Linked DNA regions of Mus musculus: all the other regions are linked to region 1. The links are chromatin contacts, called in public ChIA-PET, HiChIP or PLAC-seq, Micro-C and promoter capture Hi-C maps. All regions are on one chromosome and are shown on one strand. The core of a region is the stretch at or near the end of the contact, and the rest is flanking DNA. Distances in the headings are between cores, read along the strand shown. Region 1 holds the start of Slc7a6 (solute carrier family 7 (cationic amino acid transporter, y+ system), member 6). Region 2 holds the start of Carmil2 (capping protein regulator and myosin 1 linker 2). Region 3 holds the start of 1110028F18Rik (RIKEN cDNA 1110028F18 gene). Region 4 overlaps Cdh3 (cadherin 3). Region 5 holds the start of Cdh3 (cadherin 3). Region 6 holds the start of Nutf2 (nuclear transport factor 2). Region 7 holds the start of Edc4 (enhancer of mRNA decapping 4).

Region 1 (4,256 bases), core at 800-3,299:
GAAGACGAGAACCCAAAAGGGGCAGCACCAACAAGGGGTCCTCAAGGACTGCATCCTACGCCTATAGGTTGTTAACTTCCTAAGAAACCTGGGACCAAAGGCTGTGTGGTTCCTATTAACATGTTAAAGTGGACGAGGCCAGGCTCTGTTACTACCCAATCAAGAAATTGTATTAGTATTTCTCGAGCCAGGTGTGGTGGCGCAAGCCTTTAATCCCAGCACTCAGGAAGCAGAGGCAGGCAGATTTCTGAGTTCGAGGCCAGCCTGGTCTACAAAGTGAGTTCTAGGACAGCCAGAGCTATACAGAGAAACCCTGTCTAGAAAAACCAAAAGAAAAAAAAAAAAGAATTAGTATTTCTCACCAGCTTCTCTTTCCTGTATACTCTCTGACATTTTGGCTAAGTGTTCTCTTGGTTCTTCTCATGGCCTCTTGGTCCTTGCCACCTCTCTTCATTCATTTGCTTGCTCTCTCTCTCTCTCTCTCTCTCTCTCTCTCTCTCTCTCTCTCTCTCTTTTCCTGCTTTCCCCCACCCTGTCACCTCTCATGGCCTGGTCTATCCTGTTGGCTATGTTCAGGCTGGATTCTTCCAAATGCCTCTGGCTGTGCTCTCCCTAATAGCTACAATAAAAACCTTCTCTTCGCCGGGCAGTGGTGGTGCAATGCCTTTAATTCTAGCACTTGGGAGGCAGAGGCAGGTGGATTTCTGAGTCTGAGGCCAGCCTGGTCTACAGAGTGAGTTCCAGGACAGCCAGGGCTATACAGAGAAACCCTGTCTCAAAAAACAAAAAACAAAAAACCTTCTCTTCAACCATACCTAGGAGTGATCATGTCCCTGTTTTTTTCATTCATCAGGAAGGAGGAAGGAGAGCACTTTAGGAGAGGTTTAGTTAATTATTTGGTTTTTCCAAAGTTTAAGTGTAACAGAACCCTGGCTGTCCTGGACTCGATTTGTAGACCAGGATGGCCTCGAATTCACATAGAGTGACTTCCCACTGCCTCCTGAATGCTGAGATTAAAGGTATGGGCACTATTGCCCGGCACACTACTTATCTCTCAATAAGGTTTAAATCTTAAGCGAGAAATGCAGAAAGAATGGGGTCCCTTGCAAACAAACTCCCAAGTCTGTTTCTTTCAAGGTATCTGACAAGTTGTAAATATTTAGCCAGGAGATATGTTCCTCCTTTAGATGTTTCGTCCACTTGATCTCCTAGCAGGCTATTCCTGGAGGAAATACTGATTTCTTGGGTTTTTTGTTCTTGTTTTTTGTTTTTTTTTTTTTTTTTTTGTTTTGTTTTGTTTTTAAAGTCTGATAGCCTACGAGAAAAGCACAACTGTCTCGTTAGACTATATTTATCCCTGCCAGACTGGTCAGTTGTTAGAAGGTCCGGTGGAATATAAAAGGCAGGAAGTCTTAGAATGAACGCCAGCGCCACTAGAGGAAAAAGATAACCTAAAAGGAGATAGAGGAGCAACCAACGGGAGAAGAAAAGGTCAGGATGTCCCAGCATCCCCAAGAGGGGTGTCAGCAGGGTCGGGGGAGACCAGGACAAAGCGAAGAGAGCCAGAAGTGGCAGCCTTCCTGGGTCTAATGGAGTCTGAACTGAGTGTCAGAGCACCGGTCCCGGGAGTGTATTTCTTCCTGGGTTCCCGGGCTGAAGGGAGGCAGTTATCTAGATAGGGAGGCGGTCCAGAGCTCTTTGTGTCAACTGTCTGGGGTCCCACTGGGCGTGCAGTCCCCAAAGGCCAAGGAGGAGAAGGTGTGTGTGGGCCCGTTAGAGCTCCAAGCAGCAGCATCCTCACGTGGAGCCCCAGAGGCTTCAAGTGACTGCGTGGGGAGCCGGGGAGTGTCCATCCCAGGTGAGGGTGACCGCACCCCAGTCACAGCCCGCGGGGAGAGTCCGGGCGCGGCCTGCTGGAGGCTGCTCCGTAACGGTACGCGGATCGCCCAGGGCCCCGGCGTGCTCCAGTGCCCGGAAGCAACGCCGCCTGGGGCCCCCGCTCCGAGCCGGGTCCCCTGGCGGCGCGCGCTGTCGCGATCCGGTGCGAGTGACGTGGCGTGGGCGGGGCTTGAGCGGCCGCCGGGGCGACGGCGCGACCGAGCATCCTGGAAGCTCCGGGCCACGAGGAGGTAGCTGGCGAGGCCGAGGAGGTGAGGGGCTGGCTCCGGTTCGGCTCGGGGTCGTTCTGGTGTGCGGCCGAACACTCTTGCGTGGCCTCCGTGGCCGCGTGCTGGATGCGGGGCCGGAAACCGCGTGGGGCGGAGGGCGCGGGAGAGACGCGGCGGCTGAGAAGAGGACGCCGGGAGCGTGGATCCCTGGAGTGGACCGCCGTGTGAGGAAGACGCAGGCGCGCGCGCGGGCGCGTGTGTGGGGAGAGAGACCCCGAGGGTGGCTTTGTGAGTGTGCAAGATCCCGAGTGTAAGGGGGACTGTTTGTGAAAAACTGTGAGATGGTGAGTGTAAGGGGCCGTGTGTGTGTGTGTGTGTGTGTGTGTGTGTGTTTGTTTGTGTGTGTGTGTAGACGGAAAAACCCAGAGTGCGAGGAGGAAAACCGTGGGCGTGAGGGTGGCTCTGGAGTGTGTGCGACCCTGAGAGAGACGGAGACGGTGAAGGAGGTTTGAGTGTGAGAGAAGCGGGCGTGAAGGCTGAAGGACTGAGCCCTTCGCAGTCCGTGACCGTGCGAGCCTGGGTGAACCTCCCTGGAGCACTGAGAGGTGGCGGAGGAGGAGGAGGAGGAGGAGGAGGAAGAAGCCGTTGTGTGTGAGGAGGGCAGAGACAGCAGGGCGGGTGTGTGAATGCAGGAATGCAGCTTCTTGGGGGCTGTTGAAACCTCTGACTCCGGTTGGGACTTTTAGAGTGCTGAGGTATTGGCGTTTGGGAACACGGTGCTCTTACTCTTTTGAGTGTCTCCTGTATTTTGTCGTCTCATTGGACCATCTCATGTCACAATTATCAGGAAATATTTGGGAAATGTTCGGAAAATTTCTGTTACTCTGCACACCAAGCCAAAAGGCTGGTCACCGCGTTGTGTAATGGGTCAGTATAAATAGAAAACACCTAATTTAACAAGTCTTGGGGAACCAATCGAGATCACTGGGTTATGTGTTGGAGAGAATGCAATCTCCGCTGTTATTGGGGGGCGGGGAGAACGACCCCTCTCAGTTTTGGGCAGCTCATCTAACAGGCTATATATGCTCAGCTGTTTGGCTCCTTATATCTGAGAGCCAATCGATCTCGGATTTAAAGACTTAGGGGGAGCAGATTTTAAAGTCTGCAACTGCTTCCTGGGGTCATTTTTACTTCTTTACCTGGTGAGGTCCTTGAGGAATCTACCCAGGCTTCCTATTTTGTTCAAGTTCCATTGTGATTTCATACAGATAGCTTTTGCTTCCCGACATGGGTCTTAGGCTGTTTACTTGAGTTATATTTGATTTTTCTTTCCTGGCAAATGTGTGGAAAAATCACCACCCTGGTGGAGAGAGAAGGCAGTACTTGCCATGCAAGTGGGTTTCATTTCTAGCACCTCGAACCAAAGAGAAAAAGAGAGACAAAGATGGAAACCATAAGCCTGATCCCCTCTCCATACCCTTCCCCACTGGAGACAGGGCTTCTGTGTTTAGCCCTGGCTGGACTCTTCTCTGTAGACAAGGATGGCCTTGAACTCAGAGATCAGCCTGTCCCTGCCCCCCCCCCCTTTTTTTTAAACCAAAAGCATGTTTCATTTATGTGGCTGGTCTGCTAAGTTTCTTGGTAGAGGAAATTCTAGAGTGTGGAGATGTTCTATAAAAGTTGTGTAAATGATGCTCTTAGAATCAGGGTTTCTCTGTGTAGCCCTGGCTGTCCTGGAACTCACCATGCTGACCTTGAACTCAGAGATCTTCCTGCCTCTGCCTCCTTACAAGAGGAAATAGTATCCTAATGCTTTCTATAAGTTAATATTTTTTTGATAAGTAGCTAAGAATTTATTCTTTGTTGTAGAGATTGAATGGCCAAAACAGAGAAGTAATTCCTTGAAGTAAGGAATAATTTTCTCTTTGGTACCCGACCCATTTGTGATCAAACAACTTTAAAAAAATGTGAATTTTTATTTAGTTTGGACAGGTGACTATTACCACTCTGTTCTTTATTTGCTTTTTTTTTTTTGTTTTGTTTTAATGATTTATAAAAAGGAATCTGTAGGGTTTGTTTGTTTGGTTGGTTTTTCTGAGACCCGGGTTTCTCTCTATAACCCTGGCTGTCCTGGAACTCACTCTGTAG
Region 2 (4,256 bases), core at 919-3,418, 480 kb before region 1:
GCAGCAGTTCCAAGGCTCTGTAGCTCCCACCATTCCATCTACTTGGAAGTGAAGCAGAAAAGATCGCTACAAGTTTAAACCCAGCATGGACTACTTAGTACCCGGCAGCCAGGGATGGCAAGACACTATGCCAACAAAAAGGGGACTGGAGAGATGACTCAGTGCTTATGAGTACTTGCTGCTCCTGCAGAAGACTGGAACTTGGTTCCCAGCACCCACTGCAGACAGGTCACAACTACCTATAGGTGACCTGATGCCCTTCCGGGCTCTGTGGGCACCCATACACAGATACACACACACACAAAATTAAGTTCTGAGAATAATTAGTGTCAAAAGCTTCCAAAAGACTAGTGAGGTTAGGTGTCAAGAAAAACTCATTTACTTTGCTTTCAAAACCCACATTCTTCACAATAACGTGCACGAGAGTAAATTTTGTCACCCTATAAGTCATTTGTGACTTCAGATGGCCTTAGAGTTAAATTTCAGGCTCGGGCTAAGAGGCATAGGGGCCTTCTGGTTCTGCAGCTCTTTTGTATCAGCTCCAGCGAGGCCGTCCCTGTCGGCCTTTATATGTCATACCATATACTTGCCTAAGTGTCACTGCCTTCCTCCAAGTTGTTTCTCCTTTATATCTACTTTCCACCTTCTATGTTTCGGTGGAAGTTGGCAAGTCGGCAAACATGTTAAAGGGCTGTCGCTTCACAGCACAAGAAATTGAACTCCGGTTTCATGTAGATAAATACTACTGCCATTAGCCATTTTATTTTGAAGACACGGGGTCTCTCTGTGTTGTCCAGGTTAGCCAGAAAGTCCTGGGCTTAACATGAACCAGAGTGACTGGGACTTGGTGGAGAGGGTCCCGCTTAGAGGACACTCCCAAGTCATCCTCTGTCTGGGAAAGGTAGAGATGGGACAGAAGCCTAAGAGATTATAATACATAGTTGCTTCTGCTCTCCAAGACTTTGTCTTTCTCTTTTGCTGAACTGTGGGTAGGGCAGTTAGAAGTGGGATTTAATGAAGTCTGTGGGGTGGGGGTGTGTGGGTAAGATCTGAATCAGCCCCTTTTGTAGGGTAGCATGCTTCTGGCTAGTATACTCATCCCAGCTCTAGGCTCAAGTGAATCCTCCCTGAACTTCAATGCAGACAACCTGAGAACACAAATACCAGCACCAGCCTTCAGTGAGATTCAGGTCATAAATTAGCTACAGATGTTCCCAAAGAGCCCGCATCTAAATGAGAGGAACCTGTTACAAAGGATTATGGCTAATCTGGTTTTTGAGACAAGGACTATAGACCAGAATGACCTCAAACTCAAGAGTCCTCCTGCCTGGACCTCCCAATTAAAAGCAGGCACCAACCATGGTCCAGTCAAAAAGTCTGGCACACCTCTAAAAAGTGCAGCCCAGGCCGGGTGGTGGTGGCGCACGCCTTTAATCTCAGCACTTGGGAGGCAGAGGCAGGTGGATTTCTGAGTTCGAGGCCAGCCTGGTCTATACAAAGTGAGCTCCAGGACAGCCCAGGCTACGCAGAGAAACCCTGTCTCGGGGAGAAAAAAAAAAAAAAAAGGGTGCAGCCCAGCCTCTTTTCTTCCTGCCTGTTTTTACAGTGCTGGGATTACAAATAGGTTGCCAGACTCTTAAATTCGTATCTGAGCAGGGCAGAACCTTGGGTGGTGGGTAATTTTTACTGCACAGAGACACAACTGCTCTGGCTTCCTTTGAGTTACTCCAACCTACCCAACCTGTGTCTTGGGATAGATCAAGTTAGTTAGGCCTTTGGCATCCCCTGGAGGGTGGCGTCCCCTGGTGTTTGCGCCCGGGACTACGGGGCAGGGTGGAAGTAGGGCACCAGGCAAGGGGTGAAAAGGCAAGACCCTCTCCCCTACACACCACACCCATGAGTACCCGAGTACGCGGAAGGAAAAGTCCCTGAGCGACAGCAACAGTCAAGATTCGACCATCCTCCCACAACCTCCCACCCGGGGCGAACTCAGCCAACGAAGCCGGGGCGGGGAGGGGCCGGGCCGGGGGCGGCCTGGCAGGAAGAAGCGCGTACCTTCCGCTGCAGGAGGAGCAGGTGGCTGCACTGCTGCCTGGGCCCCTGGCTTCCTGTGTACGCTCCTGCCGGCTGCTTTTTCCCGCCAGAGCTCATTGGGCCGTCCCGGCCCTATGGCACAGACCCCAGACGACATATCCTGTGAACTGCGAGGTAAGCCCTGGGAGCCCACCTGGCCATGAAGAGCCTGACTCCAAACCAGACCTCTCCTCTCGGCGCCTTAGGGAACTTGACCAGGGGTTTTTGTTCTGGAGGGAGGGCCAGTGCCTAAAAGTCCGCTTCATTTCTTCCTAGCTGATCCACACATGAATACCTGGGCACTCAGTCTAGCACAGACCTTGGGCACAGAGTGGCCCTAATAGAGGAGCCAAAGTCACCCAGTAGACTGTCTTTCCACAGGCGAGATCACCAGGTTCCTGTGGCCCAAGGAGGCGGAGCTGCTGTTGAAAACCTGGCTTCCCCAGGAGGGTGCCGAGCAAAGCCATATCCTGGTATGGTAGCCAGGAGTGAAGCTCAGGACAGTGGCCAGACCCTGCACAAAGAAACTTGATTTCCCTAGAGTATTAGTCTTTTGTCTCCCCCCAGGCACTGCTTCGATGGAGGGCATATTTGCTGCACACCTGCCTTCCCCTGAGGGTGAGTCCCAGGCCGGGCCAACACCCCTTCCCCTTCAGCAAGGGACTGCCTTGCGCAGCTGTCTTCTTTGCCCATGCTGGCTTTTACTTTCCAACAGCAGACAGGAGGGAAGTCTGGGCAGGTCTAGCTCAGGATGCCACAAAATCATGGGCTGTGGAGAGAGGACCTGGGTTCAATTCTCCCACCACCAGGTGGGCTCACAAGTGGTTGGAACTCTAGTTCGAAGGCACCCACCACCGTCTTCTGGCATCTTTGGGAACCAGGCACACAAGAGTGGTACAGAGACAAACATGCCAGCAAACACCCAATAGTACAATTTTTAAATTTTAAGAACAAGCTAGGAGGTGGTGGTGCACGCCTTTAGTCCTGGCACTAGGGAGACAGAGGCAGGCAGGCCTGGTCTACAGAGTGAGCTCCAGGACAGCCAGGTCTACACAGAGAAACCCTGTCTCAGGAAAGAGAAAGAAAGAAAGAAAGAAAGAAAGAAAGAAAGAAAGAAAGAAAGAAAGAAAGAACGAACTAGGCTCAAGAGAGTAGCAACAGTCAGTTGGAATGACTCTGATGCTTTCCAGGTGGACTGTACATTCAGCTACCTGGAGGTCCAGGCCATGGCACTACAGGAAACACCCCCTCGGGTAAGAAAGCTGGACCCCAACTTGAACATACACTCCGCTTGATCATTTATTCCTACACATATCACTCTGAATGGACAGCGCTTCCACCACACAGGGATCCAAAAGGCTCCTCCTTCCCCAGGTCACCTTTGAGCTGGAGTCCCTGCCTGAACTGGTCCTGGAGTTTCCCTGTGTGGCTGCCCTCGAACAGCTGGCTCAGCATGTAGCTGCTGCCATCAAAAAGGTCTTCCCTCGCTCAACCCTTGGGTGAGGCTTAGAAAATCCAAGGGGTGGGGCAGGGCCTCAGTGAAAGCTTTTCATCCTTCAAGGAGCTAGAAGTCCCTTTTGCCTCTTCTCCTTATCCCCTGCCTAGGAAGCTATTCCGGAAGCCCACACCCTCGTCTCTGCTGGCTCGACTGGAGAGAAGCCATCCCTTAGAGTCCACCATACCCAGCAGTCCGTGCGGTGAGGGCCAAGTCAGAGCCGCATAAACCTTCCAGTTTGCCTCCATGCAATCCTAGTCTCTTGGTATTGGGGGGGCTCCCCAAAGTGAACAGGGCCACTTTTATCACTGCCGCCATCTACTATGGGGCTGACCTTCCCCTGTCTCTGACTTAGTGCCTGTCTGTTTCCCTATCACTCCCCCGACACCTCTCTAGGTGGCTTCTTGGAAACATACGAAGCTCTGTGCGATTACAATGGCTTCCCATTCCGAGAGGAGATTCAGTGGGTGAGGGTAGGGCCCTTTTGGGGGAGTTCTGGGGATGTTTGACGCCCCTTGTGTGTGCTAAGCCCCTCTACCCTTTGTGGCCCCAGGCTAGCTGTGACTTTTTTTCTTTACATCTAGGATGTGGACACTATCTACCATCGCCAGGGCTGCCGCCACTTCTGCCTTGGAGATTTCAGCCACTTTGGCAGCCGGTATGAGGCCAGCCAGGATTGGGAGGCGAG
Region 3 (4,256 bases), core at 842-3,341, 420 kb after region 1:
TGGGAACTGAACTTTTGCTCTTAGTATGTGCAGGCGGCACTCTTAGTCACTGAGCCATCTCAACAGTCGCTCGCCCTGGATTCTAAGTCCCTAGTTTCCTTGTCTGTTAGCTCTAGCAGACCAAAGCTCCTCACAGACAGAAACGGCCCTTCCTTGTTAGCTCTGTGCTTCCTGCAGACTGGTGGCTCAGTGAATGTTTACTGACAGACGGACGGGCTGACTGAACAAATGATCTCATTGAACAATACGGGCCTCTTCCCCTTGAGTCTGGACCCTGGAACTTTCCCAGACTGCCTTGGACACCTTGTTCTTTGCCCTTATTTTATGGCTCTGGTTTCTTAACCCTGACAGGAAGTTTCTGCCACCTGCTTTAGTCTGCCTCCAACCGGGCCAGCTCCACCTTGCCTCCTATAAAATGTGGAAAAACTAAATCCCAGCCCTTCTACCAACACAGGCTTAAGTGGCACTCATGTGTACACGCACACTCAAGTGCAGAAGGTCACTCAATGCTTACTGAGTCTGAGATGACTGACTTACGGAGGTTTATATGGGGTTGTCCAAGTTTTAGCATGTAAAGTCCTTTGTCTTGGGAACCCTTCATCTCTGGCAAATGGAGACAGTTGGTCACCCTAGCACTAAGGGTCATTCTATGTAGATAATGTTATTGCCCTTTTTTCTGTTGCTGGTATTTAGCACAGTGCCTGGTCCACTATATCTTACCCCAGTTTGCCTACTACTGGCCATGGATAATCTTACCACCTCTCAGTTTCCCTAAGAGGAAAGAGGAACCGCTGCTTCCCATGCAGACTTCCCTAATACGAGTAGAACAGTTTGCAACCCGGTGCCTGCCTTGGCCTCTCAAGTGCCTGGCTTGCAATTTTTAATCATCATGCATTATTCAGAACATTTATATTTTGTTCTGTAACTGTAACTATTCCTCCAGTGCTTAGTCTGGAGATTGAGCTGAAAATTGAAAATCAATGGACAGGACCCATAAATTTCACTCAGTTGAGAACTAACTCCAAGGCTCCTATGGGAAGAAATGGCAACCAGAATACTATATAGCCTCCAATGCCAAGAAGTCCAAAATTATCTGCTTGGCAGTGCCACCCATAATCCTAGCTACTGGGAAGACTGAAGCAGGAGGATCACCAATTGGGCTATGGAGCAAGGTCAAAGCCGTATTGAAAATTTAATGAGACTCTATTTCAAAATAATAAGAGAACAAAGCTGCCAGGTTGGTGGTGGTGTATGCTTTTAATCCCAGCACTTGGGCGGCTGAGATGGGTGGACCTCTGAGTTCAAGGCCAGCCTGGTCTACAGAGCAAGTTCCAGCACAGCCAGGGCTACACAGAGAGACCCTGTCTCAACTCCCCTGCCCCCCACCCCCAACCAAAAAAAAAAAAAAAAGGCTGGGAGCTCCAGGGGTGATGCTCAGCTGGCAGAGCTCTTCTGAAGCAAGGACAAAGTCTTGCGGTCCATCCCATAGACAGAATATCCAGGGTACTTGTGGTAGCTCCCCAGAATTAGGGAGTTGGGAATAAAAGAATGAGAAGTTCAGGATCATCCCCCGAGTGCCAGATCAGCCTGGAGTATGAGACCTTAACATGGAAACATGATGGTTCTTTGGAAAGTTGGTTGGATAGTTTTGCTGGGGCAAACATTCGAGTTTGAAGGAACATTTCATTAAAGTGGACCCAGGTGTGAAAGGCTAAGGCGGACTGAAGCAGACACAGGAGAGAGGATGTTCTGCTAAAGCAAGCATGTGAAAGGGCACGTGATGAAGGACTTTTCTTTTTTTTTTTTTTTTTTTTTTTTTTGCTAACATGTATTGGTCTGCCTCCCATTGCATGCTTTGAGCTGCATTTGTTGGGACACCAGAGAGAAATGCACCAAAAAGCTTCTGAGGGTGTGCTGCAGTTTGTTGCTGCTTCCAAGGACTTGGGCTGATTGGATGCGCATGCTGAGGCAAGACCCGTCTGAGGCAAGATATGTGGAGGACACGTGATGTTTGAAGGAGTCAAGGGATAGTAACAGAGGCTGCGCTTGGCTTGCTTATAGAGCTAGCTGTGCAACGCTTATGGGTGTGGCGGCTTTGCTGATGTTCGTTTCCCTGAGAGAGGCATAGCTGAGAACTTCTCCTGGCATTCCTCCTAATCCCTCCGGCTGACTGGAGCCCAGGCTGAAGCCTGGCTGGCTCTGCTAGGTCTTGTCACCACTGTTACTAATCCAACTCTACTGAACTGGACTGCTGGTGTATCCATGAAATGCTTGTGAGTGAGTAGAGCTTCGGCTGCCTGGTAACCTGTGACCTGAACTGATTTCCAGAGAACCTTCCTAAACAGGTCTACTCTCCCCTGACCCCTGTATCCTTTCTTTTTCATTACCTCTGGTGGCTGGTGAGCTAAAAGGGAGGTTAAAGCATCATTAAAAATAGGATTTAAAGAATTAAAGTTACAAGACCTTATCTCAAAAAAAAAAAAAAAAAAAACAAACCAACAACAACAACAACAACAACAACAACAAAAAACTAAAGCAAAACCAGAAAGAGCAGGCATGGCCTGTTGTGGTGGCACATGCCAGTAGGATCTGCTGAAAGAGCAGGCATGGTGACACACACTGTTAATCCTAGCACTCTGGAGGCAGAAACAGGAGATCTCTGTGAGCCAGCCTGGTCTACATAGAGAGGCTTTCTCAAAAACAAACAATCTAACTAATAAATAAGTAGATTAATCAACTCAATTAAATGGGCTCAAACTTTCTAGGGTTAGAAGAAAACTGGGAACTTCTTCTAGGCTTGTTTGTTATCTTAGAGGGGAAACAGAGTTACTGAAGGAAAACCATTTTGCTTTCAGATCACACCAGCCAGTTCCCTACAATATGTTCTGGCTAGCTCCTGGGAATTGAAAAAAAAAAAAAAAGTGAGACACAAAGTTTCTTTCCTCCCTTGACGTTTTTTGAGGGAGGGTTTCATTGTGTAGTTCATGCTGGCTTGGAACTCCCTATGTTGGCCAGGCTGGTCTCCAATTTATAATCCTCCTGCCCCAGCCTCCTTAGGGCTGGAATTACAAGTGTGCATTATCATGCTGGCTTCAAAGTTCCTTATAGTAAGGAAAATTTACACACACACACATCCATGTACCCTGTGCGTGTGCGCATGTACACACACACCCACACACCACACATCACTTCTAGATATAGAATAATATATAGTCTAAGAAAACAATGTTTTAATTTAAAAAATAAAAGCAATTTGGGCACGTTAGCAAACATCTGTAATCCTACTATTTAGGAGATCGAGGCAGGAAAATCAGAAGTTCAGGGCTAGCCTCATCTACATGGTGAGTTTTAGACCAGCCTAGGCTACCTGGAATTCTAAATCAAACAAAGCAAAAGCAGAGTTGTTTGTCTCTAGACACTCCCCCAACACACACACACACACACACACACACACACACACACACACACACACACACACACACACAGTGAATTTCCAGCCCTTCCCTTGGTATCTGTGATTCTATCTAGCCAGGGTGAAACTGACTGTCAAGGAGCTATTTTCATTGGCTGGCAAACTTCAAGAGGGCTTGCCCTTTGGGAGGGGCTTTCTCTCTCCCCTAGGCTGGGTCTGATATTGGCCTGATTCCTCCACACACACACACCCCACTCTGAGAAGGGAGGCAGTCTCTCTCTCTCTCTCTCTTTTTTTTTTTTTTGTTTGTTTGTTTGTTTGCATGGAGGTGACACAGGTTGCTGCAGAGCTTTTGGCCTTAACAGCCGTTCTCAGTCCTGATCAGTCATCACTAAGACCAAAGTTATTTGTACAATGGGAGAGACCTACCACCCCTTATCAGGAGGTCTGACTGACTAACTCTCTAGGCTGGAGAGGGCCTGCTCTCTGTGGACTTGGCTCAGGAAAAGCCCTGGCCACTGAGTAATGTGCACTGTGGAAATGATAATAGTTAATGTTTACTTAACATTTCCTGTCTGCTGTGTTTACTTAGCTTACCGCACCTGGGGTGTTTTGTTTGTTTTCTGTTTTTTGTTTGTTTGTTTGTTTTTCTCTTTGAGACAGGGTCTCTCTCTCTACAGAGATTGGCTACCTTAGAATTCACTATTTAGTTGAGGTTGGCCTCAGACTTCCAGAAATCCACCCAGGCTCTTTCTCTGCCTCTTGAGGGCTGGGATTAAAGGCAAATGCCACCTCACCTGATCCTTAGAGCTACTCAACCACATAGCTGCTTAATTATTTTTCT
Region 4 (4,256 bases), core at 880-3,379, 360 kb after region 1:
CAGGAAATGACAAGTTTGAGGCCAGCCAAGCTTACGTAGTGAGTTCAAGGGCAGCCTGAGCTGCATGGCAAACCTCATCTCAAAAAAAAGAAGGGACCAGAAAAATGGCACAGTGGGTACAAGTACTTACTCTGCAGGCATGAGGATCTGAGTTTGAACTCCCACATAAAAGTCTGGCGTGGTTGTGTGTGCCCATAACCCAGCCTGCACTGAGGGTAGAGACTGGCTGCTCCTGAGGGTTTGCCAGCCAGCCAGCCCAGCTGAACTTCCCATTTAGTAAGGCACTTCCTATTTAGTAAGAGACTCTTTGGCCTTCACGTGTGTGTGTTTATGCACCATACACATATGTGACGCCCATATACACAACATAAATTTGGGGGATGGAGTCTAGGGCTTGATATAGACAAGACTCTGTATGTATTGTGCATACGTCGATTGATGGTGCTTTTCACGAAGGCCTGTCTTGGACCAGGCACACATTAGTGTTCCCACTTTTCAGATGAGTAGATAGAACTTCCACGTGCTCGCAACGTTTGCCTGAGCGTTCAGTTGATAATTATGTAGCGTTCAACCCGAGTCTTCTGAACCTCTATGGGGCTGTGTAGTAGGGGCTTTGTCTCTGATGCTGTTACCTGGTGGGGGGGGGGGCAGTTCGAGACACCTCCATCCCTGTACCCCTAAAGCCTCTTCTACACTGGAAGCTGTAATACCTACCTTGGGGGCGATAGCTCTTCCCAGCACTGGGGAGGAAAAGACTTAATTAACTGAGTGTCTCAAGCAGAGTGGGTGTTTGAAGCATGTCCCAGCCTGCCGGGATTCCTGCCCCTTGGTTGTGTTCTGCTTCCTGTTGAATAGGAGTTGGAGCTGATGCGCCAGGAATATGTGGTCTGCGGGGGAGGCTAAGACATCCATAACACGTAACTGCTGGCAGCTTGATTGTTGTCTCAGAGGAACTGTCCCCTCTGAGAATAGATGGACAGCCTAGATACTGAGGTGCTAACATCTAGGTACCATGCACCAGAGGGTAGTGCAGGAGACAGGGCAGCAGGGTGAGCTAGCTGTTTTCCCAGTTACTGGCTCCTTGTGGGTATGGCAGATTTTAGAGTTTGGGAGGGTGGGACTTAGGGCTTCTGAGTATGGGCGGAGTCATTAGTCCCCTGCTGGGTAACCTGGAAGGACAGAACTGCTGGAGAGAGCTACTGCACACCCGGGCTAGCTGGAGGCCATCTCTCCGTTCTGGAACAGGGACAGGACAGTGACTATGGAGTTTTTACATTTGTTGTTGTTGTTGTTTTGAGATGGCTTATAGTCAAGGACGGCTTCACTCTGTAGCCAGAAAGACACTGAGTTTACGATTCTTGCACTTCCTCCTCCTACGTGCTGGGATTACAAGCGAATGATATCTATCGTGCCTGGCATGTTTTAAGTGTTTTGAACAGTTGATCAGTCCGTGCCATGGGAGTCCAGAAGAGTCAGCGACAAAAAGTCTTATCTTTGTCCCAGCTACGGAGGTCTCTTCCCAGAAGCCTATTTTTTAAAATTGCTTTTCAAAGATTTTTTTTTCAATTTTCTGTTGTTGTTGTTGTTTGGTTGGTTTTTTTCCATTTTATTTAGGGTGGCGGGTGTCCGTCCACAGAGGCCAAAAGAGGGCAACAGGTCCCTTGGAGCTGCCTGACATTAGGTGCTGGCATCTGAACTCCATTCCTGTGACTGATCAGAAAGTGCTCGTGACCATTGAGCCATCTCTCCAGCCCTCAAAGACAGTACTGATATATGGACCAGGGGTGTAGCTCAGTGACAGAATTTTTGCCTAGTATATATGTGAGTTCCTGGTCAATCTCCATTGCCACCGCCCCCCAAAAAAAAGTCAAATGGAAAAGTCCAGATGTGACCAGATTATTAGAGAATCAGGTAACTCTCTACCTTTGAAACGTGTTAACAGTGTGTCTAGGTTCTTTTCATATAGCCTGCAGTGTGAGATCATCCATAGCTGATAGCTTGTTTCTTTTTGAGAGCTGGGGGAACAAAGCCAAGAAGGCCTCATACTTGAGGTAAGTGCTTTACCGCTGAGCTGGATCCCCTACCCTTTCCACAGCATTCTGTGACAACCGGTTGGTCTTCCCTTGCATGGACGATGATGTCACATGAGTCAGTCATCCACTGTGGATTAGCTTGGATAGCCAGGAGCATTTTGCAAGGGTTTAGTCATACTTGCGGATAAGCATTTTTGTTCCTCCCTGTGTCCTGGTGTCCCAGATACATGGGTTGCATCACACAAAGGCAGTTTTTGCATGAAGAATACGGCTATAGACTTCTGACTGTGCCTGGGTTCGGATTCTAATTCTCCTCTTTAGCAGTCTGCACGTAAGCAAGTCACGTGACCTTGGAGTTGTGGTTTCCTCGTGGTGAGTGCTAGGTGATGCTGTTTGTGGCTGACAGAGTCATGTTTTGGGGGGTCTTGATTTGTGTGGTACTCGGTAGTTCTGTGAAGTTGAATGCTGTTCTTCCAACTCTTAAACTTCCAGTAAATTCATCCAAGTTCTTCATCAAGACACTGATGCTTATGCCAGCCCATAATCCCAGCACTTAGGAGGCAGAGGCAAGAAAATCTCTTGAGTTCAAGGCCAGCCTGGTCTACAGAGCAAGTTCCAAGATACCTAGGGCTACACAGAGAAAGAAACCCTGATCCAAAAAAGAAACAAAAAAGACATTGGTACTCAAAACAGATTTTAAAAATGAAAATATTAGGGGGCTAAGAGAGAGATGGCTCAGTAGTTAAGAACGCACATTGCTCTTGTCAAGGCTCCATGGTTCTCAGTGCCCATACTGAGCAGCTCACAACCGTCCATAACTCCAATTCCAAGGGATCTAGCGCCCTCCTCTGGACACCTCTGGAACTGCATGCATGTGGTGTACAAACATACATGCAGGCAAAATAGCCATACACATTAGTTAAAAACAAAAAACAAAAAAACTGGCTTTAAAAAAGACTATTATTTCAGTAGATGAGCCGTGGTAAGTGGAAGAAGCTCTCTAAGAGATGGAGAAGGCCATGGTTATGCAGATGACTCTGGGTTCAGGCTGGTCTGGGAACCACTTGGATTTTCACGGCCTCTCTATGGGACTTCAGAGAACTTGTTTAACCTCTCAGTTTCCCATACTCAAAAATGGCCATTAAAATGCTTCTCATAAGTTTCTTCATGAAGATGAAATAGGGAGCTGTGAGCTGGACGTGATAGCACATGTCTATAAGCCAGCTACTTGGGAGACGGCTGTGGGAGGGTCAGAGGTTCAAAGCTAGCCTGGACTACAAGGGGCTCCGTCTGAAAATAAAGAAACTATAAAAACAAACTATGCTAATGTTGGCAGGTAACAGTAATGAGAAGAATGAGAATTCCTGACCGTTGAGACAAAGTCCCATGGCTGGTTGGCCAGGACAGGAATTGAGTCTCACAATTCTCAAGGGTTAGCGTTAGAAACCAAGGAAGGTTTGGTCTCATGAGGTGTTTCTCCTCAGCTTTGAGGTGGCCAGCTCCTCCATTGCGGCTACATAGCCTATATACTGTGTCTAGAGTATCTCTCCTAAAGACATTAGCAACAATGGGACTAGGGCCAGTGAGCTCTTTTAAGAGCTTTCCTTCAAATGTAGTCACTTTGGGGTGTATGAGGAGCCTGTGAAGTTCAATGTAGAGATTGGGGTGAGGCAAGAATCCAGGATAATAAAGGAGTCAGGTGTGGTCAACACTTGACGTCCTAGAATCTCCAGAAACAAAGAAGAATCATGAAGTTAAGCTTGGTCTTCAAGTTGAATACCAAACCTGTCTGAGCTACATAGCAAGACCTTGTCTCAAAGCAGAGGGCTGGAGAGACGGCTCGGTCATTAAAGCAGTTGCCACTAAAGGATAAGGCCAGGGGTTCTGATACTTGACACACATAAAGCTAGGGAGGGGCCTCAGGTAAAAGCTAGATGGTGGAAGAAGAGAACCGGTGTGGTGTGCTATGAGATGCGCATGCCCACAGACACACCAAGTGTAATTATAGTGAAATAACGAACAGCCAGGTGGCCATTGTGGCCCGCCTGCAAGTCCAGCACTCAGCATACAGAGACACAGGATCTCCGGAGCAGGCTGACTCTCTGTGAGCTCTGGGCTCAGTGCGAGACCCTGCTTCAGTATGTGAAAAGCAACTGAAGAAAATACCATGTGCAGGCACATGGGCACACACACACAGAGTCAAAAAGAACACCAAAAACTAAA
Region 5 (4,256 bases), core at 1,144-3,643, 340 kb after region 1:
TGTGTGTGTGTAAGAGAGAGGGAGAGGGAGAGATGTGTGTTCATGAGTATGAGTAGGGGCCACGTGCATTGGCCAGAGGACAGTCTCTGAGACAATACTATCTTTCACCTTGTTTGAGATTGGGTCTCTTTGTTTGACACTGTATGAACCAGGCTGGCTGGCCTGCTGGCTTCCTTCTGCCCTCCCCCCATCTCTTCATAGGAGATCCTTACAGATGGGCTACTGCCATCCACATTCCGTGGAATCTGGGGACTTGAACTTGGGACTTACCAAAGCACATTATCCACTGAGCCTTCTCCTTTAGTCTAGTCCTTTTTTTTTGAAACAAAGACTCACTATGTAGTGTAGGCTGTCTTTGAACTTGCAGTAATCATCTTGCCTCCACACCCCGAGCAGGGATTAAAGGCACACCCCTCTCCTGGCTCTAGTACAGTACTTTCAGAGGGTAGGTATCAAAATAATCCCAGTGACAGCTGAATAGCCTCAGTAAGAGGTGGGACCCGAGTCTAAATCCCACACAGTAAATCGAGTAGAGCCAATGCTTGCCTGATTACATCATAAGTTCTACTGCTCAGCCAGAGACTTGGGTAGAAAGGACAGGTAGGTACAGGTTAATACTTGAAGGCAAACAAAACAAAACAAACATAAACTTCTAAAGCTGAGCTAGCTGGAGAAAAAGCATCATCCTGGGATTCTCTGGAGAGCAATGCAAGATGAGGCGCACTCGGAGAATGGGGGTGGGGGGATACGTTGGTTCAGAAGGCTTGTCTCATCCAGGGCTGAGGCTGCAGCTCAGCAGTGGAGCACTTACTTGCCTGGCAGGTGTGCAAGGTCATGCGTTCAATCTCCAGCATTGCAGAGAGGAGGGGCAGGGGATGGGGGAGAGATGCCTTTACAGGGAAAGGGCACGGGGAATGGGGCCGTTGGAACCTGTGCATGGGGTGGCAAGTCTTAGTACTAGGTACAAGGTCTTAGTACTAGGAAGGTAGAGGCAGGAGAATCGGAAGTTCAAGGCCATCCCAGGTGCATAGTTTCAGGCCAGCCTGAGACACATTACACTTTTTTTAAAAAGTCATCATTGTTAAGCTGGTCATTGTGGGTCATTGTCTTTTATTCCAGCAGTTAGGAGCCAGAGACAGAAGGTTTGAATGAATTCAAGGCCAGCCTGAGACTACAATGTGAGAGTCTGCCTCAAAACAAAAGAAAAAAAAAAAAAAACCACACAAACAAGCAAACACAAAAAACGGACAAAGGAGATGGTTTAGCAGGTAAAGCACACTGGAGAAATGGCTCAGAGGTTAAGAACACTGGCTGCTCTTGCAGAGGTCCTGAGTTCAATTCCCAGCAACCACATGGTGGCTCACAACCATCTGTAATGGGATCTGATGCCCTCTTCTGGTGTGTCTGAAGACAGCGACAGTGTACTCACATAAAATAAATAAATACATAAATAAGTGTTAAAAAAAAAAGTTTGGGCCCAGCAGGTAATGCACAATCCTAACGACCTGAGTTCAATCCCAGAATCCATTTAAAGGAGGAAGGCGAGAACCAACTCCACAAAGTCGTCCTCTGACCTTCACATGTGTGCGATGGGCCATTCATACATGACAATAATAAATAACGCAAAAATCTCCATTGTTTGCATTTAACATAAAATTAAGGAAACAATTATATTTGGAGAAAGAAAACATTTATATTGGGGGTGCCAGAAATAATGGGGCTGATAACAAATAGCTTGTGCCCTACCTCAAGCCCTTTGAAGTTACTATGGCTTCCAAACTCTGGGACTTTCTGTACTAGCTGCCTTCCATTTGTCCAGCTGCAAACGGAAGTTACTATTCTCTCACACGTGTATCAGATCGCGTAGCGCGGTCCTTTGAGACCTCGATGCCACTTTTAAAACCCGGGAGCGCTCCCCCGCCCCCGCCCCTGCCCCTCCCCGGCCTAGTGTGGGAGGTAGAGAAAGTGGCAGAGGGCAGACCCCTCTGTAGCGGGTGTAAAGACACGCCCTGCCTTCATCAAAGCTTTGAACACAGCGCCTCCGGTAGCATGAATGGGGAGCCTCTGTTTTTTTGTCGGGTTTCAGATGCGTCTCCACTTTTTTTCCGTTGTAGCTGCCAGCAATGGAATATTTGTCTTCCCGTGCTGCAGAGGCTGAGGTGGAGTGGATTGGGGGGTTTTGTTTTGTTAGATTATTTTCCATCGAAGCCAGAGACTGCGAGAGCCACGGGGTACCTTTCAGAAGTAGTTCCAGAAGAGCAGGGAGGCCGGTGGAGGGCACCAGGGAGGACCTTTAGGGCTTCGAGAGTGCCTTCGGCAGGCTGGCCTCGACCCCACCTGCGAGGGGGCGGGACCTTGTGACGTTGGACCAATCAGCAGCTACCTGAGCGCACCTGGCCTCCTCCCGCGGGCTCCAGCGAGCCGCGGTGCTCAAAGCTGCACCCGGAGCTTAGCAGAGCGCGCCCCACCGTCGCGGCAGCCTTCTCACCTCCCTTCAGTTATGGAGCTTCTTAGTGGGCCTCACGCCTTCCTGCTCCTCCTGCTCCAGGTACCACAGTGCTTTGCCATGGTCCTGACCCGGATTGTTCCCTGGAGGGCGGGTGGGGTTCTCACGCTGCGGGCGTCGGGGGAATCTTAGGGCTGTGCTCCTTGGGGCCAAGGTTGTCCCGGAGGGCCCCCCCCCCAGGACTCCCAAGAATGGGTGTACAGAACCAGGCATGCCTGTGACTCAGCCTCCTCTTTAACCCTTCTACCCTCACACTCAGGTTTGCTGGCTACGCAGCGTGGTCTCCGAGCCCTACCGAGCGGGCTTCATCGGGGAGGCTGGAGTGACCTTGGAGGTGGAAGGAACTGACCTGGAGCCGAGCCAAGTTCTGGGGAAAGGTAAGACCCCTCCCGGAGCCAGCCTGGATGGAGCCACAGTGCGGAAGACCACACGTGCTTCGCTTTACTGTGGCGCATCGGAAGGTTGTCTAGAGCAGAGCTGGGACGTCTTGGAGCCACCCCACATCCTCGGGAGGCGTAGAAAGTGGCTCCCGGGCTGGGCTGGGCGCGAGAAGGCTGAGCAACGGTGCGCCTACTAACGTCCAGCTCTTCTGTGCCTCGCTGCTACTGTTGTTGCTTATCTTGACCTCTCGGTGCCTCGCGGCTGAGCCCCTCACCCAGCCCCGACGTGGAAAACTCTCCCGCCCCGCCACAGTAGAGGAATGCGCAGTGCACATTCCTCCCGCAACCCCCGCGCAGGTGTGGAGATGAACCGTGCCCTGAGCAGCCCCCTTCGCCCCTTCTCTGGCCCCCTTTGTGAACCGTGCTTTGTGTCTCCGACAGACAGACCCGGTCTGTTTCTCTTCTCCAGGCTGCCCTCCCCGCCCCCCTTCTTCCCGGGCAGCTGGAATGCACTCTTAACCCTGCCATTCCCGGAGGGCCTGCGCCCCTGCAGCCTGCCTGCGAATGGCCTGGCACACCTGGGCGGAGGGCATCACGCACCGGGAACACTAGGTCCCTCACTCCAAGCGTCTTGGTACTAGGATGTTAATTACTTGAGTCGCGGGGGAAGGGGGGAAGGCAGTCTGTGTCCCAAGCCGACCAGTGAGTGAGCGAGCGAGCGATCAAAGCACATTTTGATCTTTCTGTTGCGATTTTCTCCACTCAAGTTCAAAAACTTAAAAGTGGAGGGTCATTTCGGTACTGAGAACCACCAGTGTGTCATGAGACTCGGGCATCTATCAGCTGGTTAGCGGGCTCTTTGACTACAGAGGACAGTGGGATTTTTCTCGGGAGTTTAAACCCAAGTTGTTAAACTCGGATCCTTAAGTAAAGTTCCAGAGAACGTGGGAAGGGAATCTCTAGTTTCTGCTGACTTCCAAAAAGCATCTGCCACCTAGCATTTTCTAGTGCTTCTCACTCCAGGTCCACACGTCCACAGCTTGAATATGGGGGTGTCCACGCTGAGAAGCAGAATGACTTTCCTTTGTTTCTCCAAAAGAAAAGTGAGACCCTTGTGTCTGTAGAACGCCTTTTTTAAAAAAAAAATTTTTTTTTTCCTCAAATAACTCTGCAGATTGACAAAACAATTAACACCCAGGCTAGGCTAGGTTCCTTAAAGGCTTGGCTGTAGGGAGCCGGAGCCTAGGCAGTAAGAGGCCATGCCTCATAAACTTTAAATTCTTGCACATGGGTTTATTACTGGCGGGCTAACAAACTGCAACTGAGCCAACCTGTAAAAATGTTAACTTGGCCAGGGCCCCAAATCCAAT
Region 6 (4,256 bases), core at 566-3,065, 310 kb before region 1:
CTTGAGAAAGCTGCAGTATTAGCCAAGCATGGTCGAGCACGCCTTTAATCCCAGCACTCAGGAGGCAGAGGCAGACGGATTTCTGAGGCCAACCTGGTCTACAGAGTGAGCTCCAGGATAGCCAGGGCTACACAGAGAAACCCTGTCTAGAAAAAAACCAAACCAACCAACCAAATAAACAAACAAAAAGAAAGCTGCTGTATGTGCTGTATAGGTGCCCAGTTTAGGAAGAAGCTACATCGGCCTCTTAGGGTTAGCTCTGGCTTGTGATCAGGTGGTGAAAACACAGCAGTGTATTTTCAGGCTACCAACCAATACCCTTCCCTTAGAATGGGGGCTTCTCTCTCCAGCCTGTCCTTGAGTTCCTGGTCTTCCAAAGAACAGATGCTGTCACCTTGGTTCTTTTGAACCCATTAGCAACATTCCTTGGATCCTTCATCCTGTCTCATGATTTGCTTGTGTTTTGTTTTCTTGGTGGGGTCAGGCTCCTGATGTGTCGCCAACAGGGTAACATGGAGTTCTTAGTGACCAAGCAAAGTGGTCTGGATAGACAGAGGATTTTTTTTCTCTTTTTTTTTTTTTTTTGGTTTGTTTTGTTTTTCGAGACAGGGTTTCTCTGTCTCCTGGAAGTCCTGGAGCTCACTCTTTAGACCAGGCTGGCCTTGAACTCAGAAATCTGCTGTCTCTGCCTCCCAAGTGCAGAGATTAAAGGCACGTGCCACCACTGCCCAGTTTAGACAGGGGCTTTAATCAAGAAGCTTAGCCTGGTTTTATCAGTCATCTCCAGGAGGTGGGGTGAGGCTAAGAGGGCAAAACAGAAGTATTAAAGAGTCTTCTGACTAGGAAGATAGGGGTGTTTGCAGCCATTTTCCTTTTCTGTGGTTCTGTGGGTTGGTAGCAGAGCCATTTGCCCAGCACAGGCGGGACGGAGAGGCGTTACTTCAAATATTTGTGTCACCCAGGAAACTGAAAAGGATATTGAAAGTAAAGGGGAAGGGGTGGGAAGATTATTTACAGTCTGGCCATTTAGGAAAATTACGTTTCGCCAGTTATCTTTCAATAAAAATTAAAGTTGGAAGGTGAGCTGGCTCCGTGGGTCGCTAAACCTGAGAGAATCTGATTTCAAGGCCCCCATGGTGGAAGAACTGACTCCAGAAAGCTGCTTCTCTCCTCCACACCCATGTCGTGGCTCATCCCTCCTCAACACAAATAAACAAACAAAAATAGTTGCCCTGTCTGCTCCAACAAAACAAGTAAACCTGGAAATCAAAAAAAGAAAACCCTCACGATTCTGTTTTTAAAAATACCTCTCTGTACACGTGAGGTTAACCTCTCCAACTATGGGCCCACCTTAGATGAGTGTTTAGAGTTTCAATAAAAACCTAGTTACCTTCCAACCAACTTTGGGATAAGTGGCTTCCTCTGAGACACAGCTAACTCATTGAACAAGAGAGGAGTGGGTTTCGCCCCCGTGGGTTGATGCTAGAGGAGCAGAGCTGGTAGCCAGGGCGCCTAAAGGGAGTAGGCTTTGGACTAGGGGCCTAGGGAGGGGCTGCTGGGACAAGCCAGCCAGCTCCAAGCTAAACCAGGCTCCCATGGAGGCGGGGTCAGGCTCCATAGGCCACATACACTTAGGCGGGGCCAAGCCAGCTGGGACCCAGCTACAACCGAGACCTGATCCTTGCCTGGCGCCAACTCCGTGTTCCAGAGGCTTCCGCTAGACCACAATTCTCAGGGGCTCACCCGGACCGCCTCCCTCCCTAACTTAGCCTCTCCTCCCGCGCTGCGAGCCGTGGCTGCGCCTCTGCGAATGGCATTCTGGGAAATGTAGTTCTAGCTAAGCTCACTAAGGCGTATAAGGAGCATACTGGGACTACGTTTCCCTGAGTGCAGCGGGACGGGCGAGGGAAGGCAAGGGGGAAGGGACAGTCGGTCGCAGACCGCGCTGGGTTGCCGCCGCCGCTGCCGCCATCGTGCCAGCCCCACGGGTGAGTGTTGGGGCCAGCGCTCCGGGGCGGGGGCTGGGCCGCAGGAGCCGCGCTCTAGGCCGCCGGGAGCTTCTGCTTCGAGGCCCTGGGAGGCCCCTCCCCTCTTCACACCCCCACGGCGGCCCGAAGAGGCACGGGGCCCGCACCATGTGTCGCGCGCGGCTCCGCCTACCGCGGATTGTCTGCGGCCGCGGCCCGGGGAATGCTGAGAGCCTGATGGACGGCTGTCCGGGCCACCCTGTGTCTTGGCTGATGGCCAGATCTTTTTCTTTTGTCCGGACGATCAGGATAGCTCTCAGGGCCCGGCCCTGTGTGGCCTTGCCTGGCTTGCTCGAATCCTGCAACCTCTGCAGGCAGGTTGGCGGGCCGATCCCAGACCCACGTCCCACCACCCGCCGGCGAAGATCCGGGGATGGGCAACGCCACCCAGCTCGCTCCAGAGCCAGCATGGGTAAGGGTGGCCCTCCTGCCGCTGCTGGGGCTTGGGACCATTGCCCGGTTCCAAACCATAGCCCGGCTAGGATGTAGGTGAACGCTTCTCTGCTTGATTGCCTGCTGGGAGTGCACGAAACTTAACCTCTACCTCGGTAGAACCGGTGCTGCAGTGTCCAGCATGGAGGACAAGGGCAGGGATTCTGGGGTGGGAGGGGATGCCTCGTGGGACTTTACCTCTAGCTAGTCCTGGAAAATAAGGACCTAGTATCTTTGGAGAGGCAGCTCCAATCTTATCCATGACTAGACTCCAGCTCTGGGGTGGGTTGTGTGAGCCTCCAGTGTTTTTGTTAGATTTCTCAGTCAGGGCCCAATTCTAAAGTACGTTAGAACCTCCTAGAGTTAGCAGGAAGATGACTCCTTACTGAAGTGATGAGGTCGGATTTAATTCATGAAGAAATGGACTCCATGCTTGAGGTTTTTGAGCCCAGAGAAGGTGGAAGGGGCCTTGTGCCTATGGCACTGGCTTAGACTGTTTTTGCCTTTTGAAGTTGTTTTGTAGATCTAGAACTAGAAGTCACGATGTCTGCTTTCTCTTCACGTGTGCTAGGGCTGCCTGTGAACAGTCAAGAAGCTGGATGGGTCTAGAGAAAGTACCTTAGCAATGGCACCTCAGGTCATCCATCACCTTGAATTCCTGGAGATGTAGTGTATTTGACTAGTTACTAGTAGGCAGGCTTTGAGAATGCACTTCTGTTTTGAGTGATGATTAGGAACTAGTGGAGAAAAGCTCCCAGGACTTGGCAGAAAGCATCTCTTGTCAGGTTGAATTCTCTGGTCTGTTGCTGGCTTCTGTGTCACAGTTCTTAAAAGGCCTAAGAGGTCCCAGAGACCTGGGCAAGCAGAGTGCCCAGTCTCTTAGGATGACTGACTTAGGGCCAGAAAGCTGAAAGCCACTATCTTTAGCGCCCCCTGCTCCCTGAATATTTCCTCAGTACTGTTGCTCTGGCTTTCACTTGATTTTTTTTTTCCCCCTCCAGTACAGTTCTCTGTCCAGTCATTCTCCCTAGTCAAAGGCCACAAGCAAATTGCTCAGCTCTCACCAGGGCCTACCTTCTATGGACTGACTCAGCTTCTTAATCTCTATTATAGCTGTTAAGCACATGGAAGTAAGGCTTAGCCAATAGGCTCTGGAGAGACTCCCTGGTGTGCTAAGCTAAGCAGTTGGGAAGGACTATCCACAGAACATAAAAGGTCAAAGAAGTAGGAGCCACTTGGAACTAAAAGCAGCTATTTCCACACTTTTTTTGGAGACAGGGATGTAACTCAGTTGATAGATTTCTTGTTTGATCACTAGCACTGAATAAACTGGGTATGGTGGTACAAGCTTGCAGTCCAGTTTACTTACCTACCATCATAGAGGTAGGAACATGAGGATCACAAGTTACATCTTCAGCTGCATGGGAAATTCAAGGTCAGCCTGGGATACATGAGACCCCGCCTCAAAGAACTAAAACCAACTCCAGCTTGTCTCAGTTTTAGATGAGTTGTGTTTATGGCTGTAGATCAGCTTGCATATTCCAAGCTTTTGGGTGGTGTGTGCAGAGGAGATATCTCTCTCCCTCTCCCTCTCCCCTCTTTTCATAGTGCTGGGTAGGAATCAAACCTTAACTTTATAAACACTAGGCTATGTATACTTTTGCATCTTCAGGATCAAAAAGATAGTGTTCAAGAAATTTGGGTTTCTCCTTATTCCTTAAAAGTTCTCAGGAATGGCTCAGTGGGTAAGAGCACCCGACTGCTCTTCCGAAGGTTCAGAGTTCAAATCCCAGCAAC
Region 7 (4,256 bases), core at 1,133-3,632, 290 kb before region 1:
GATTCCTTAAAATTTTTGATCACTTCTGCCCTGAGACATTGAGCTAAAAGACAGGCAAGTCCTCTGCTCTGCTGCCTAGCTAAGTGGTAAAGTGTGCTGCCTTTCAATATACATGTGAGTAGCCATTTATTGACACCTATGTGACCAGCAGTTTCCCACATAGTAATTCACGTTCACAAATACCTATTCTGTACTGGAATTCAGTGTTAAGATAATTAGTACCTGATCCCTAGGTTGTACTACCATTAAACATCCTTTCCGTTCCTTAGCCCCTTCACTGAATCTGTTCTTTCTCCCTTCGTACAGGCTGATGAAGATCCCATCATGGGTTTCCACCAGATGTTTCTATTAAAGAACATCAACGATGCTTGGGTTTGCACCAATGACATGTTCAGGCTTGCCCTGCACAACTTCGGCTGACCTCCTCCTGGCCACAGTCACGCTGTTTCCTCCTCCCTCTTCCCAATCCTAGCTCACTCCTCCAGATGCTCCAAATATCATACACAAACGAGCAGGGCCGAGGCGGGAGCGGGTGCAGGGCGCTTCTGTCACCACGGTGTTGTGCATGATGTTTGGATGCTAGACTAGTCGCATCTGACAGGAAGTTTGTGTTGTACCAGCGCATGCCTTGGAAAGACTTAAGTAATGCAAACGATTGTCGGGTTTTGTTTTTGTTTTATTTTTTGTTTTGTTTTGTTTTTTTAATCTACTGACAAGTTGCTCTAGTAACCCAAAGAAGTGAAGGAGAAAGCAGCTGCCTCACCAACCGCCCAGATATTGATTTGTTCAGATGTTTCAATGCCTCATGATACAATAAAACCACAAAAATTTTCTTAACAGTTTAAATTGTTTTAATTAGTTAAGTAGTTGGCTGGGCATCAACAGTTCCAGCCCATTGTCTCACTTTCCCCACCCCCATCTGCCTCACCTCAACAGAACCTACTGCAAGGAGCAGATTCACTCAAGTGGCTAAGCTCGCATGTCTGCGGGCCGGGGCAGAGTTCTCTCCAGCCCCAGGGTTTTGGAACGCAGGCCTGGCCTGAAGCTTCTCTTGGACTGAAGGCTCTTCAGTCAGCTCTGTCTGATACCACCTGTGGCCTCTGCTCTGTAGATTTGGGTCTAGTAGCAGGGTAGATATTCTGTAGCAGCTAGAAAGGCCTTAGCAAATATGGCTTCCCATATTTATACCCTCTGGGTTGAAGTCCTAAATGTAGGGGCCTGCTCTATACCCAAAATAAGTGACATGCAGATGCCCACATTCCCCAAGCAAAGCGAGAGATGCTGTGCTGCCTGCTTGGGATATCAGAGCCAGGCGCCATTAGGTGGAGTATAAATTCCACACTGGAAGGAAGCAGTGTGAAGGAGTGCTCTAACTCTCCCCTCAAGACCTGTGCAGGGCATTTACACACCATCTTCCTACTTTCCACATACCCCATACACTCTTCAAATCCCAGGAAATCTTAACTAGTATGGCAGTTTCTGCCCTGTTTCTTAGTCTGGGCACAGGTCTTGCTCAGTACCGATATAGCTTTTCATCCTTGAGACCTCTGGATAGTATAAAGCTACTAAAATAGCAACTGCAAGCTAGAACCAAGCCCAGGATTTGGGGTTTAGGATTGGCTAGGCACACCTGAACATGCCCTTCTCCCTGCTCTCCTGCATTGTGAGGGGAGAGTAAAGATTTCCACATACTCCACAGGTTGCCTGGTTAGACCAGCATAGTCCTGGACGCTACACAGAAGGTTCCAGTGGGATTGATCTCTAGCTGCTGTGTATTGGGGGAAGTAGGGGTGGGAGAGAGGTAGATGCCAGCTGCCTCTTAATCCACCCTGTATAAAATCTGCAATACAGCTTCTTCCATGTACCTGTGCCTGAAATGTCTGCAATAAAGAGGTGTTTGTAAACTATGGTCTCTTTATTCCTAACGTGAAGTTACCGTGTGGGACAAGGGGTTACTGGGGACAGTTGGTAACAATGACAGTTTTGGGGGTAGAAACTATCTCCCTTGCCCTTGCATCTCCTGGGGCTAATGACCTCGAAGATGTCTTGGTCTTGCTTACTCCTAAGCGGGGGAACAGACCCTTACCAGTTCACCTTATTTAAGGTCTGAAAAGTTACTACCTGAGTGGTAAAGTTGGCTTTGTTGTACCATTATCCAGTTCATCAGAATGGCCTAGGACCTGGGTTAGATCTCCAGAGATGGTAGGGTTTTAGGCAGTCCAATGCTGAGTACATTTACTCTTTCTCAGTCTTGTGAAGTTTAGCCACTACTGGGCTAGCCAGGAGCAAGCAGCCTACGGAGGCTGCCTCTGATAGGAACTGGGGCTCCTTGAGCTCGGAACCTTTCTTCTGCGGTAGTTGTAGGTTCCGGGAGCGAAGGTCAGTGGGACCGGAAGTGGAGGCGGTTGGTGGGGTTGGCAGGGCTCACGGACGCAGTCCGGGCGGCGGTTTGCGAACTGCGGCTAGGTTTTGTGTAGTGCTCTGTCTCCTCTCTAGCGGGGTCGTGGCTGGGCGAAATTGGACACTGCGGAGGTAGAGGAACTAACGTCGGGCGAGCAGGACTCTCGTGGCTGGGCCCATGGCCTCCTGCGCGAGCATCGACATTGAGGACGCCACGCAGCATCTGCGGGACATACTCAAACTGGACCGGCCCGCCGGAGGTGAGCCGGGATGGGGTGTGTAGGCTCTTAGCGAAGTGGTGGACGTATGGCGTGGATCTGAACCGTTTTCGGGTGCCATAGGCTCCATTAGCCAGACTCGGGATCCTCCGGTTTGATTGCGGAGGACAGGAATTGGAGTCATGGATGATCCCTGGGTATATCCAGAGAATGGCGCAGACCCCTGGGTGTTACCCCTCCCCATCCTATGCCAGACCATTCTGCCTTGTTCTTAAGTGTTTTGGCTGAAGGTATGGCGCTCTCCTCGGAATCCACTCAATCCATCTGGTTTCCTTGCCTCCAAATTTCAGTGCTTTGAGAACTGGCCCCGTATCCCTCCTCGCCAGGGTTCAGAGGCCTGGTGCAGTGTCGGTTTAGCGAGTTCTAGGCCTAGAATTAAGTGATCTGCTGAAGAGCCTCTGTGCCCACCCTGCAACTTGGCTTCCCCCCAAAAGTGTATACTCCCAGGCCAGGTGTTGCTCTGAAAACGATTTTCTGGCAAAAGGTGGACAACCCCAAAAGCATGTTTCTCCTGGATTGAAGGCAGATCACAGACAGGCTCTGATGAGGTTAGATTAGGTTCCAAACGTCAGCAAGCCCATATGTTCCCAATTCATTCGAGTTTTACTTAGGCTCCCAGTATCCTCCTTGGGGCTACTCTTCCCAGATGAGAGTTCCCAGGACAGAAGGCCACCAGCATTGTAATATAATGTTATTGTAAAAGGATGGTCAGGGTACTTTGATGGGAATGGGGAAATAACGGTGAGGGAGATAGAGGGCTGGTTTGAGAGGAGACTGTTAGGGCTAGTTTGGATACTATAGACAGGAGATTGAATACCAGGAAAAGTCCTCGAGGCACTTATGTGGAAGACACATATTACAAAAAGGAAATAGTATGTATAAAAATGAGATGTTTCCGTGCGATTCAGAGACGTTTGAACATTGAGGTGGTTGACCAGAGATAATGGTGTACATACTGAGAAGTGATTCTTTTCTCACACCTTTTATGCCTGCTGGTGGAACCCAGACTGCTAAAGCGGGCACTTGTACTCTCCAGTGGGTTCAGCTGAGACAGCCACAGATAATCCGTTTGCTGTCTGAGCCTCCTGGGCTTGTGCTTTCAGGGTGTGCTCCCTTGACTCATGAGGCGGTTAGTGCCTCTGATGCCCACGGTCAGCTGAGCAGACAACTGTGTACAGACTTTGTAGAGCCTGGCATGATTAGCTGTGTAGCCTAGGCCTTTTTATCCTCACCATAGACGGCTAGGAAGGGAGAGTAGCCAGCTCATCCCTGAGCAGCTAGAGTGGTTCTAGTCCTAGTGAGAGAGAAAGGGTCTTTCCATGTAATTCTTTTGTTTGGTGACCGGCACTTGATTTTTTGGTTGTTGTTGGTTTGGGTGTTCGTTTGTTTTTTAGGATAGGGTTTCTCTCTTTAGCCCCGGATGTCCTGGAACTTGCTCAGTGTAGTTTGTATAGGCTGGCCTCAAACTCAGAGATCTCCAGAGTGCTGAGATCAAAGGTGTGCACCGCTGCTGTCCAGCTGATGGTTTTCTTTTCAAGTAGCTTCTGCCTGTCTCTTCCTCGAAGGACTTATCAGACC

Evidence for each region. Promoter capture Hi-C pulls out the DNA fragments that hold promoters and counts their contacts. Hi-C and Micro-C count contacts between places; a contact is called where the count stands out from the background. ChIA-PET counts read pairs in DNA pulled down with a chosen protein or histone mark. HiChIP or PLAC-seq counts read pairs in DNA pulled down with a chosen protein or histone mark. Capture Hi-C pulls out chosen DNA fragments and counts their contacts.
Region 2: an RNA polymerase II ChIA-PET map of memory CD8 T cells shows a contact between it and region 1, with 67 read pairs. The contact joins the promoter of Carmil2 here to the promoter of Slc7a6 in region 1. A contact is called at or near these places in 2 of 39 promoter capture datasets (liver and pre-B cells), 2 of 115 datasets of contacts at active chromatin or transcription factors (memory CD8 T cells and thymic regulatory T cells) and 2 of 9 other capture datasets (embryonic stem cells and pancreatic islet).
Region 3: an H3K4me3 HiChIP or PLAC-seq map of bone marrow-derived macrophages shows a contact between it and region 1, with 6 times the contacts expected there. The contact joins the promoter of 1110028F18Rik here to the promoter of Slc7a6 in region 1. A contact is called at or near these places in 3 of 115 datasets of contacts at active chromatin or transcription factors (bone marrow-derived macrophages, extraembryonic endoderm stem cells and pancreatic cancer cells) and 1 of 9 other capture datasets (pancreatic islet).
Region 4: a contact with region 1 is called in a promoter capture Hi-C map of trophoblast stem cells, with 3 times the contacts expected there. The contact joins the enhancer-like site here to the promoter of Slc7a6 in region 1. A contact is called at or near these places in 5 of 39 promoter capture datasets (the 3T3-L1 cell line, the SN4741 cell line, embryonic stem cells and 2 more) and 1 of 115 datasets of contacts at active chromatin or transcription factors (microglia).
Region 5: a contact with region 1 is called in a Micro-C map of embryonic stem cells, with 4 times the contacts expected there. The contact joins the promoter of Cdh3 here to the promoter of Slc7a6 in region 1. A contact is called at or near these places in 1 of 484 Hi-C or Micro-C datasets (embryonic stem cells), 2 of 115 datasets of contacts at active chromatin or transcription factors (embryonic stem cells and pro-B cells) and 1 of 9 other capture datasets (pancreatic islet).
Region 6: a promoter capture Hi-C map of pancreatic islet shows a contact between it and region 1. The contact joins the promoter of Nutf2 here to the promoter of Slc7a6 in region 1. A contact is called at or near these places in 3 of 39 promoter capture datasets (embryonic stem cells, pre-B cells and stem cell-derived epiblast-like cells), 3 of 484 Hi-C or Micro-C datasets (B cells, CD4 T cells and forebrain), 6 of 115 datasets of contacts at active chromatin or transcription factors (the SCID.adh cell line, effector CD8 T cells, embryonic stem cells and 3 more) and 2 of 9 other capture datasets (adipose tissue and pancreatic islet).
Region 7: a contact with region 1 is called in a promoter capture Hi-C map of neural stem cells. The contact joins the promoter of Edc4 here to the promoter of Slc7a6 in region 1. A contact is called at or near these places in 2 of 39 promoter capture datasets (neural stem cells and pre-B cells), 2 of 115 datasets of contacts at active chromatin or transcription factors (embryonic stem cells and microglia) and 1 of 9 other capture datasets (liver).

The regions. Positions count from the first base shown.
Region 1 is chr8:106,166,805-106,171,060 of GRCm38.p6, forward strand. It overlaps Slc7a6 (solute carrier family 7 (cationic amino acid transporter, y+ system), member 6), which reads left to right and starts at 2,050. Exons shown (of 10, transcript NM_178798.4): 1 at 2,050-2,150.
Region 2 is chr8:105,684,106-105,688,361 of GRCm38.p6, forward strand. It overlaps Carmil2 (capping protein regulator and myosin 1 linker 2), which reads left to right and starts at 2,169. Exons shown (of 39, transcript NM_001357333.1): 1 at 2,169-2,208; 2 at 2,455-2,546; 3 at 2,641-2,691; 4 at 3,264-3,326; 5 at 3,448-3,572; 6 at 3,679-3,770; 7 at 3,965-4,035; 8 at 4,153-4,226. The coding sequence starts at 2,169. Gm33578 (a long non-coding RNA gene) reads right to left here and starts at 2,115. Exons shown (of 2, transcript XR_387987.3): 1 at 2,056-2,115.
Region 3 is chr8:106,585,052-106,589,307 of GRCm38.p6, forward strand. 1110028F18Rik (RIKEN cDNA 1110028F18 gene) reads left to right here and starts at 2,092. Exons shown (of 3, transcript NR_045470.1): 1 at 2,092-2,366.
Region 4 is chr8:106,527,907-106,532,162 of GRCm38.p6, forward strand. All of the region lies in intron 2 of Cdh3 (cadherin 3), which reads left to right. Among named protein-coding and RNA genes, the nearest start is that of Cdh3, 19 kb to the left of the region's middle. Within about 2 kb of position 2,130, at least 48 of the 459 cell types and tissues checked have an H3K27ac peak or open chromatin away from gene starts, as enhancers often do. A contact at or near this core is called in the SN4741 cell line and trophoblast stem cells, where this site is marked.
Region 5 is chr8:106,508,459-106,512,714 of GRCm38.p6, forward strand. It overlaps Cdh3 (cadherin 3), which reads left to right and starts at 2,394. Exons shown (of 16, transcript NM_001037809.5): 1 at 2,394-2,548; 2 at 2,766-2,883. The coding sequence starts at 2,501.
Region 6 is chr8:105,858,718-105,862,973 of GRCm38.p6, forward strand. Nutf2 (nuclear transport factor 2) reads left to right here and starts at 1,816. Exons shown (of 5, transcript NM_026532.4): 1 at 1,816-1,988.
Region 7 is chr8:105,878,499-105,882,754 of GRCm38.p6, forward strand. Edc4 (enhancer of mRNA decapping 4) reads left to right here and starts at 2,383. Exons shown (of 29, transcript NM_001301100.1): 1 at 2,383-2,660. The coding sequence starts at 2,579. It overlaps Nutf2 (nuclear transport factor 2), which reads left to right. Exons shown (of 5, transcript NM_026532.4): 5 at 307-1,904. The coding sequence ends at 420.